Regions from separate parts of the Mus musculus genome. Here region 1 is linked to region 2. The links are chromatin contacts, called in public HiChIP or PLAC-seq maps. All regions are on one chromosome and are shown on one strand. Each heading gives the region's core, a stretch centred on a gene start, on an enhancer-like site or on the middle of the called end of the contact. The rest is flanking DNA. Distances are from core to core; before and after follow the strand shown.

The links. HiChIP or PLAC-seq counts read pairs in DNA pulled down with a chosen protein or histone mark.
Region 1: a contact with region 2 is called in an H3K4me3 HiChIP or PLAC-seq map of the SCID.adh cell line, with 23 read pairs. The contact joins the enhancer-like site here to the promoter of Haus3 in region 2. A contact is called at or near these places in 1 of 39 promoter capture datasets (macrophages), 1 of 15 datasets of contacts at CTCF or cohesin (CD8 T cells), 19 of 484 Hi-C or Micro-C datasets (CD4 T cells, CD8 T cells, CD8 central memory T cells and 12 more), 7 of 115 datasets of contacts at active chromatin or transcription factors (CD8 T cells, the HPC-7 cell line, the SCID.adh cell line and 3 more) and 3 of 9 other capture datasets (adipose tissue, liver and pancreatic islet).

What each region holds. Positions count from the first base shown.
Region 1 is chr5:34,207,442-34,212,619 of GRCm38.p6, reverse strand. The region is part of intron 8 of Zfyve28 (zinc finger, FYVE domain containing 28); the gene reads left to right. Among named protein-coding and RNA genes, the nearest start is that of Mxd4, 22 kb to the right of the region's middle. Within about 2 kb of position 2,204, at least 40 of the 459 cell types and tissues checked have an H3K27ac peak or open chromatin away from gene starts, as enhancers often do. A contact at or near this core is called in CD8 central memory T cells, the SCID.adh cell line, Sertoli cells and 2 more, where this site is marked.
Region 2 is chr5:34,167,754-34,172,699 of GRCm38.p6, reverse strand. It overlaps Haus3 (HAUS augmin-like complex, subunit 3), which reads left to right and starts at 3,276. Exons shown (of 5, transcript NM_146159.1): 1 at 3,276-3,310; 2 at 4,257-4,946. The coding sequence starts at 4,387. It overlaps Poln (DNA polymerase N), which reads left to right and starts at 3,174. Exons shown (of 25, transcript NM_181857.4): 1 at 3,174-3,310.

The sequences.
Region 1 (5,178 bases), core at 955-3,454, 41 kb before region 2:
TTCCAATTTGATCACGGGGTTCACCCATCATCTGGCAGGTGCCTCTGTATCTCCTGTGATATGTGACATGGGAAGCGTAATGAACAGTGGCAGGCCCTGTGCTCACAAGTTTCTGTCCCGTGTGTGAGTCCCACCTCTGTGAAAATGGAAGAAAAGCAGGGAGCTGTGGCAAGAGACCTGCATTTGAGGCTGGAGCCCTCCACATCCCTGGAGTGTGTATTACTACTAGTCAAGTAGAAGGACTCCACAAGGACCAAGGGTCATTCCTGCCAAGGGACTAACACATGCTGGCAGCAGAGGGGCCTACGGCTGAGAGTGTAGACCCTGCTGGAGAAGCCCCTCTGTGGGTGCTCTTCTGTCCTTGGCTGAGTCCACCAGCCCCAGCATCAAGGGTGGTGGGACATTGTGAGTAGTCAGCATGGATGTCCTCACCCTGCTGAGTGAATGTTCTGGAACTTCTTTCCTTTTCTTTCCTGGAATGGTCTTTCCTTTCCGCTAGCTTCTTTCCTATCTGTTCAGTGGTCAGAGATTGATGTTTTTGGGAAAAGTTGACATTTTTAGAAAGCTGGTTTTCTCCCACCTAACCTTAGCTTCCTGACTCAAAACGTTCTTTGTTGTCAACTCCATTGTCTGCTTGTCAGAGGACAAAACCCACTCAAACCCATCTCTCACCCTTAGCATGCAGGGATGTTTGCTGTAGAAACTACACTAATCCCTTTTTTTTCCCCTCTGTGTGGTCCCTGATCATTGTAAAAACTCTAGAAACACTAAAAAGACTAAAAGAAGTAAATAAAAATTTCCCACATTTTATGAATAGTTTTGATTATTCTTCATAGTGAAACTGATGCTGTGAGTATTTCTCCACAAAGTTCCTGTTAAACACAACTCTAGGGTTGGAGAGATGGCTCCGTGATTAAGAGCACTGGCTGCCCTTCCAGAGGACCTTGATGTAGTTCCCAGCACCCACATGACAACTCATAACTTTGTAACTCTAGATCCAGTGCCCTCTTAAATCATCTGTGATGCCCCGAGCAAACATGCAATACACACATGCAAGCAAAACACCCTTACACACAAAATTTAAAAAACAGCCAAACCCACAACTCTAATAGAAATGGTATTGTGTCACAGGACATAGTCTATTTACACCATATTTCCAATTTATGTTTTAGGTTAGTCCTGGGCAGTTTCTTTTTCTTTTTTTTCTTTAGACTTTACCCCAGGGTCTAGAATCAGCATCACAGAGGTCAAAATCTTTCCAGAGAAACACTGACCTACGCATACACAACATACACAACATACGTGCTCCAAGGTGTGCCCATCTTTACCAACACAGGCACCTACTATACATCCTGCTGACCTGGGAGGCAGAGCCTGTGTTCTCTGTGTGTGTGTGTGTGTGTGTATATCAGCCAGATGGTGGTAGTTCACTTGGGAGGCAGAGTCAGGTAATCTCTTGAGTTCAAGCCCAGCCTGGTCTACACAGTGAGTTCCATGACAGCTAGGGCTTCACAGAGAAACCCTGTCTTTAAAAAAAAAAAAAAAAAAAGCCGGGGCCTGGCAAACACAGAAGTGGATGCTCACAGTCAGCTATTGGATGGAACACAGGGCCCCCAATGGAGGAGCTAGAGAAAGTACCCAAGGAGCTAAAGGGGTCTGCAACCCTATAGGTAGAACAACAATTTGAACTACCCAGTACCCCCAGAGCTCGTGTCTCTAGCTGCATATGTAGCAGAAGATGGCCTAGTGGGCCATCATTGGGAAGAGAGGCCCCTTGGTCTTGCAAACTTTATATGCCTCAGTACTGGGGAACGCCAGGGCCAAGAAGTGGGAGTGGGGGTGGGGGGAGGGTATGGGGGAATTTTGGGATAGCATTTGAAATGTAAATGAAGGAAATACTTAATTAAAAGAAAATAAATTTAAAAAAAATTAAAAACAAAACAGACAAAGAAAAAACCAAAAGAAAAAAAAAAAAAAAAACCTCCCAAAAAACAAAAAAACAAAAAAACCACCAAACAACAAAAACCAAAACCCACATTGTTTAAACAAGCTTACAGTTCTGGGCTGCAGCTCAGACACACCTTACACCAGGCCTTTAGCACAGTTCCAGTTACTGCCTTTGTTGAGCCAATGGGGCACTTTACTAGCGTGGGGATCTGTGGCTGCCTTCTGGCAGGCATTTCTATGGCTCCCCCTGGTGGTGGATAGCTGCAGTGGCTTCTAACTGATTTCAGCTGCTGGGCCATGTGCTAGAACCATTCACAGTATCTCTTAACCAGTCCCATGTAGCATGTTGTTGTATTTCCAGTGTATCTGGATAGGATTTAGAATCCTCATCTAGGGAAATGCCCTGGCTCAAGGCCAAGTGGAAATGCAGCACTGTGGGCAGGAAGGCAATGGGCCTTCAGATGTCGCTAGCCCTAGCACTGTTGAGTCTTGGAGTCTCAGTGTTAATGTTCTTATTTCCTCCATCTTTTCCCCAGTGTCTGCCCTGTTGTCTTCTGCCCAAACGTAGCCCCAGTGTATGCTGGTAGTGGTCCAGTCCCCACTTTAGAGGGCACATATGTGATGGTTCCCTTAGGGAACCTCAGATCCTCATCTGAGTATCAGTGGGTGTAGGGAAGGTGCCGTGTTGGGAGGAGGCTCCTGGAGAATATGGCTTGGCAGAGTCCAGGCCTGAAGTACTGAGCCTTATGGTATGTGCTCCATGTCCTGTGCTGTTCTGGAGAAGGGTTGCAAGCTAGTCCTGGCTCTTAGTTCTCAGCAAGACATATAGCAGGTGTTCCATCCGTGTGAAGCAAGACCATTTCCAGTGTAGTCTTCTTGCTTCTGAGGGAGCACAGACTCACAAGTAAGCAAGGGAAAGAAGGCTACCGTAGATCACATGCAGTCGAAGGGTGCCCATCCTCAGACAGCAGGCTTCAGAAGAGGCTTCCGCTGTTTAAACTGCAGTGTGACCAGGGAAGGCCTCAGCCAAGCTCACCCACTTGCTGCTGCACAGTTTCTAGGAAGCGTTTAGAAGCAGCAGAAGCTCAGGCATGCATGACAAGAGTGGTAGTGTGTTTGGTGTGTGTGCCTGAGTGTATTGTATCTGTGCTTGCATGCACACACATATACATTGTGTGCATTACATATGTAAACACACTTTTTGTTTATTTTCATCTCCATACATTTTTAGTGTACACACACATATTGCATCTTTAGTTAAAAAGTAGTGATGTGGAGGTTAGAGTCCCATACCATAGTAGTGGGGGCCTTCTGAGAGCTGGGGTGAGTGCTATCCTGGTCTTGACTCTGTCTCTGAGACTAGGTGTCTCCTGAAGGTGTGAGCAGTGTTGTAGGCTGATAGACAGATGAAACTGGGCAGGGCAGATGGCCTCAGGACCTGGTGAGTAGACCAGAACCACAAGAGTAGTTGTGGCATCTGTGGCCACTTAGAGGCAGTCTCCATATTGGGCACTATTGCACTCAATCCAGTAGAGGAGGGACTGTGGATTCAGGCTCACATATCTTTGGCATAACGGGTTACCAGCATGAATAGGATTTCCTTCCCCACTGACCCTACACATGTGTCCCTTAGGTCACAGCCCGCTGGCCTTCACTGATGGATTGCAGGCTTGGCCTCCTCACAGAGGCCATGCTATCACTGTCATAATCAAGGTTGGGCTCTGAGGATAGGGCTTCTCAGGCCCACCTGATGTCTGTGTCTCTCCTTCCCTGGGATAGCCAGGGGCTGAGTGTAGTGATCAGAGCCTTGTGTATGGCTGTAGAGTCTGGCTTACTGTGTTTCTTCTGGATACTTTCACAGTCAGATGTGGAGACACTTCTAGCACAGGCCTTGGGAAGTCTAGGATCAGTTATCTTGCCATGAGAGCAATGTCCACAGAGCATGAGTAGACCTTTGGTCACTCCGTGCTGGGGCAACTTCATTCTGTTGTCCTAGCTAGGTCTTCAGAGGGCTCCCACCTTGACAATGGCAGATTGAGGCAGCCTGTGACCTCAATGGCTTTCCTGGTTGCCTCGACTCTCTCTTCTCCATTATCCTGATGATCTATGATGTCTCAGCCCCATGTCTAGAGAATGTGCATCAAAGGCTCATCCCTCCACAGTGTGGGCTTAGCATTCCTCTCTTAAGGTCAGACAGCATTACTTCTCCACTCTGTGGATTAAATAAACAGAGGCCCTGGCATAGATGTTGATGCCTGGCAACCTTCAGCTCAGACTGTCTAATTTCCTGAGAGTCCTTTACCTCATGGGGGTCCCACCATGGCATCACAACATGGGTGTGAGTGCAGTTCACAGGCTAATTGGCTCCGTGTCTTCAGACAGGCATGCCTGAGGCAGGGCACTCTGTACTTAGCCTCAGCCGAACCTGAATATGTGGTCTTGGTCAGCAGTAACTGAAAATGTAAAGAATGTTCCTATCTAGGTGAATGGCCCGCCCTTCTCAAAGGCCAGAGACGTCAGGCCGCCAGAGAGAATGGAGCTTAGTTCATTTTGCACTTGGCGGACCTGGTGCTTGCCTTGTCACATTCAGGACTATTTGCTGTCCCACAGTGCTTCTTCTGCCTCTCGGCTATCTTTTGATAACTGTGGGATGTGGATGAGAACTCTGACCCTTTCCCTGCCCCAGAGAGAGGCTCTGAGTGGCAAGGAGGGGAGGAGTGGGAGCTGTGGGGATTTCAGAGGGTTGGGGATGGTGTCCCCTCAGCCACCCTCTCAGGGTTGTAGTCCCTAGCCTGGAATGGTGGGGTGGAAGTGAGGATCCACCTTCCTTCCAAGTCACCCTGAGAGGCTTGGCAGAGGTAATGGGGGTAGGGGCAGCTAGAATCTGTAGTGACAGTTGCCATGTCACCAGAAGCCCCTCCCCCCATCCCTTGTGTGTGTGTGTGTGTGTGTGTGTGTGTGTGTGTGTGTGCTGTTTCTCTTAAAGAGACTTCAGCTGTCTTCCTTCGTTTCCTGCAGTTGGTCTCCAGGTGCTGTGGCATTCAAAGCCTGCACTCAGAAGCATGAATCGAGACCACCTCTTTGCTGTTCAATTTGTGGAATGAAAGCAACAGTAAACACTCTTTGCAGAGCACTTTCCTAGATGTATAAACATTGATTACAAGTTCCGACTCCCCTAAACGACTTAAGCTATAATTATATGTTAGGTATGACTATTTCCTTTGACGGCAT
Region 2 (4,946 bases), core at 2,027-4,526:
ACACACACACACACACACACACACACACACACACACACACACACACACACCAGCCTATCTCTCTGTTACATACACACCACCAGCCTCTCTGTTCCTCCATGTTTGCCCCCACCTGAGATCCCTGCATGAATCCTAACCCTTGCTAGAGTGGTTCCAAGATGGCCCTTCAGCTCCTCATCCTCTTCCTCCCCAGAGTTAAACTCAGATGCCTGCTGGCTCCTGGCCTTCACCTCAACTCAGCCTACCTTCTACTCAACCCTTTGTCCTTACCAGCTCATTTTGGATCTCATGGTTAGTTCGAGCCCAGCCTCTTCTGCAGGTGGTCCCTGAGTACTTTGTTCCTATTCCTCTTTTGTCCCTTTGTCGACTTTTGCTGGGATGATGGCTGTATAAATTAGAGGCTGGACTAATCTGGACTAATTGCTAGTGGGACATTTTATGTCCTCTTTTCCTAATCTTTAGCCAGAAAGTTAGAGGACAGGAGCTCTGGATTGTTCCAGAGTTAGGCCACTGGCCTGGGAAGCAAGCTGTAGGGAAGGATGGGCTCTCATCCCAGTTCCTCCTCAACTGACCAACCTCTCAGGCAACCTGAGGTCCTGGACTCCTCAGACCCCTAAACTCTGCAGGCCGCCTGATACCGGCTTCCATCTCCAAAGACCCCTGTCTACCCACCACTATGGTGACCCCTTCCTAGTTTTGTAGACCTAAATACTTCTGAGTTTGGTACTGAGTTTTTACCTTCACCACAGGAGTGTAAATACAATCAAGAGCAAATATCCCTGACCCCAACTCCATGGTCTTAAGAAAAGTCAACTTTCTTCTGGAAGAACAAGACCGATAGGAGGAAGCTGCCAGACCACATCTCACTGGCTGACGGCCCCCAGTGTTCTGCCAGCTCCTGGGCTCCCTTGCCTTTTCCGAATTGTCCAGTGCCAGCTTTCTCAAACCTTTTGTGACTTTTTTTTTTTTTTTTTTTTTTTTTGGTAGAATCAAGCTAACACATGTCTGAGGCTGTTGCTCCCTCCTCCATGTTGTCTGGAGAACAGATCTCTTCACTTCCGTTAAACTGCATCCAAAAACAACCTTCAACAGCACAGTTGTATACAAAGTTTTAAAACTGTCTGTAAATATACTGTATAAAACATAAAATAATTTTTAATATTGATGACAGGAGAGTAAGGCCAACAGAAAAGACTCAGGTCCTGCATTTTGGTTTGTTTCGCCCATTACATTCTCACAGGCTTGCTTAGGACCGATTAGCTCCTCGGTTCCCGTTACCTTTTGACCCCACTAAAACCACAACTGAGTTTGAGTAGAAGAAAGCAAGCTTGTCTTGGAAATAAGTTTAACATACTTGCCTTCTTAAGTTTCTAATCCAGTCCCAAGAAAACTTTCCAGTTCTGTATAATTGACCCCATTGTGTTTGCTGTTTGTACTCAGGGGGCTGATCCTGTTCTAATCTTTATGTTTTCATGGCTTCTTATGGCCTCGCAAACACTTCTCAAACAAGGAGCGGTGGTCAGCAATTCAAGAGAGCGAGCTGGGGGCCAGGAGTCACTAAGAACAGTGGGTTTTCTAGAAGGTCTCATGGGTCCCAGGCTGTGCCTGGGGGGAACCTCAGCCTGCAAAGTAGCCCTTTGTCTTTCTGGCATCTTTAATTCCATCTCCTCCGAGCTCTTCCGCACAGTCTATAAATATCCTCCAGTTCCTCCCACTTTAAAACAAAACAACACCAAAAATCCTCTCAGCCTTGCATTCCCACCCCCTCATCTTGTGTCATTTGGCTCTTTTTCTCTCAGTCTTTGCCGCCTCAGCAAAATTTCCCAAAAGTACTGCCTGCACTTCCTCTGGCCAAAACCCACTCAACGCCAGCTCCCTGCTGAGCCCCTACCTCCAGTTTGGCATCTGGGGTCCTCTTGGGCCAGTCCCCTGATGTCCTAACCACATTAGGCACCATTCTAAGAACTTTTCCCCTGTACTGTTTGTTTTTATTTACTTTCCGGTTTTATTGACCTTCAAAAGGAGGATAAAAGTTAAATAAGAATTAATAGGAAATGTCTTCAACTCAAATTTAAATGATCTGCTTAGAACATTAGTTTTTCTCTCTTTGAAAACATGAATATCTGGGCATGGTGATTCATACCTGTGGCCCCAGCACTTGGAGATGCTAAAGTAGGATCTTGAGTTGAAGCCCAGCCTGGGTAGAGAAGCAAATCCTTGTCTCACAAAACAAATAAGCCCAGGGAAAAAGATCCAGAAAGAATTCTACCTAGTAGCAACTAGACTAGACCCTTGTCTGATACATCACCCTATTTATGATTAGAAGAGGGGAATACTATTTTTTTAATGATCAAAGCCCAGATCTTGTGAATTTATATATCATCTTACAAGAGAGTGGTTAAGTTGCAAATGCTGTCTGATAGAAAAAAATGAACAGATTATGACCCATACAGACAAGTTGTTACCAATGCCAACTGTAACTCCAAAGATCAGTTTTCTGGGACCATAGGACATTAACTAGGCTTGCATCTGAGTTCAGCATTCTGTCTTTCATTGAATGACGGCGGGCATCCTCAGAATGTCTGTACTTCTGAGTTAAATGCATTCTAAAACTGATGTATTTTACACCTTGACATTTTGAAGATGGGATCTTGGAGGGAGTCAGCTTTTGCTTGGAAGTCATCGAGGCCTTGGGAGTTAAGTGATTTTTGTTAAATAACCATTGTAAAAGATTCTATAGCCAACAATCCTACCCTGCAAGAGACCTGATAGGGTCCCAGCTGCTTGTTATTAGCACCAACGCTGGATCACCCTACCAGTGGTGGTGGTAAGAGCTGTTGGGGGAAGAAGGGGTCTGTTCGGCCTCAAACTTCCGGTCCCCTAGTGGTGTCACAGACCGCAAGCCATTCTTAGGACAGGAGGCCTAACTGAACTAGAGGGCCAAATGGCCAAGGCAACAAAGCAGCCGGAAGAGACCCAGACTCCAACTCCCGAGCGGGGGCGGGGTGGGGCGGAGCGAGGGCAGAGCCTATAGTGAGAAAACCAATCCTCTTGAGCCTAGCGGGAAGGACGGCGGGCCAGAGGCGGGGCTAAGGGGCGGTGCGTCCGTCAGGAAAGCCAATCACTTTACCCCGGCTCGTTGAAGGGGGTTGGTCTGCGGGTCCTCCTTCGCTTTCTCCGGGATACCTCGCCGCCTGCGCTGACTTTACGGATGTTGTAATCTGCGCGTGCGCGTCCTGGCACTCCCGTGAGGCACTGCGGCGCGCGCGGTTGGAGGCTGGCAGAGAGCAGTGACTGCGGCTTTCCTGAGGTAAGGGTCTTGTAAGTTCGGGGTTGGCGGGGCCGCCGCTACCCTCCTACAGCCTGCTTGAGGCATCGATAGAGGTCGCTGGGCCCAGGCGCGGGGTGTGCGGGGAGGCTGAGGCTTTGTGCCAGAGGTGGGGGCGGAGGTACGTGGCCGGTCATCCGGCTGGGGTTGGTAGCTTTATTTTTCGGATACTGCGGATAAAACCCAAGGCCTCAATCATACGAGGCAAACGTTAAACCGGAAATACACACTTATCTGTTACCCAGCTTTTAAAAACAGCAATTTGGTACTTTTGTGGGCGTGTTTTATTAGAGCTCTTAAGTGTCATAACTGGATACTCAGAAACAAACCAAAACCAACCCAGAGAGTTTGCTACCAGAGTGTCAAATACATCGTGATTTTAAGACCTGCCATTGTCACTGACCTAAGTTTGGTTCAAGTCGTGGTTCATTGTGTTCTATTCGAAATAAAACTTCTTACTTGATGATTGATGGGTACTTTGAAACTTGTCAATTTGTCCTGGTTTTCTCTGCGTTAGACTGGTTATATCTATAGATTGAGTCCTTTGAGACTGATGGAACGCTGATTGAAGTAAATATTTAGTTGATTCTTCCTTAGAAAGGTAGGCATATTTCTTTTTCCTAACTAGAAACTACAGGGGAAACAGCTATTTTACAAAATGTAATTTATTTTAAGTAATTTCATCATTGGGAAAAAAAATCAGTTTTTTTTTATTGTTATATCTTCATTAATTAGATTCTTCATTACTGTTGTAGTGTCCTAAGCAACACCCTGATTGCTTCTGTTTTGCTTTGTCTTTGTCAGATATTGCACGTGCATCTGCTTTTAACTTAAGTAGTCTCCTGATGTCATCTGATAAAATGATCTGTATATTTAAAATTCATTTGCCTTGTTCATGGTCTAATACTTGTGTTCTTTCCCCCACTAGGAAAACACATTATAGATTGTATTTTTTTTCCTTCTTCTATGGACTTAGCGTAAATATGTTTTTTTCTGTTTGAACTTAGTTTAAAAAAATAGATTCATATCAAATATTTAAAAACAGGAGTAGTTAAACCATGAGTTGTGGAAATGAGTTTGTGGAAACATTGAAAAAAATTGGTTATCCCAAAGCTGATATTCTTAATGGAGAAGATTTTGACTGGCTCTTTGAGGATGTTGAAGATGAGTCATTCTTGAAATGGTTTTGTGGGAATGTGAATGAACAGAATGTATTGTCTGAAAAAGAATTGGAAGCCTTCAGCGATCTCCAGCGATCAGGCAAGCCTATCCTAGAAGGAACAGCATTGGATGAAGTTCTTAGGACCTGTAAAACTTTTGATTTGAAGACATGCAAACTGGATGACAAAGAGATACAGATATTAGAGGATGAGGTTCAAACTCTGCAGAAATTAAATAACTCAAAAATTCAGCGACGGAATAAATACCAGTTAATGGTTTCTGAAACTAGCTACAGGTTTCTGGCATTAAATGCTAAACAAGAGGAGGCCACTAAGAAGCTGAAACAGAAGCAAGGATTCCTAAATTCTGTGAATACTAAGCTCAGTAATGAACTTCAGGGTCTTACTGAGGAAGTTAATAATTTGATGATATTCTTCAGAAATTCTAATTTAAGTGA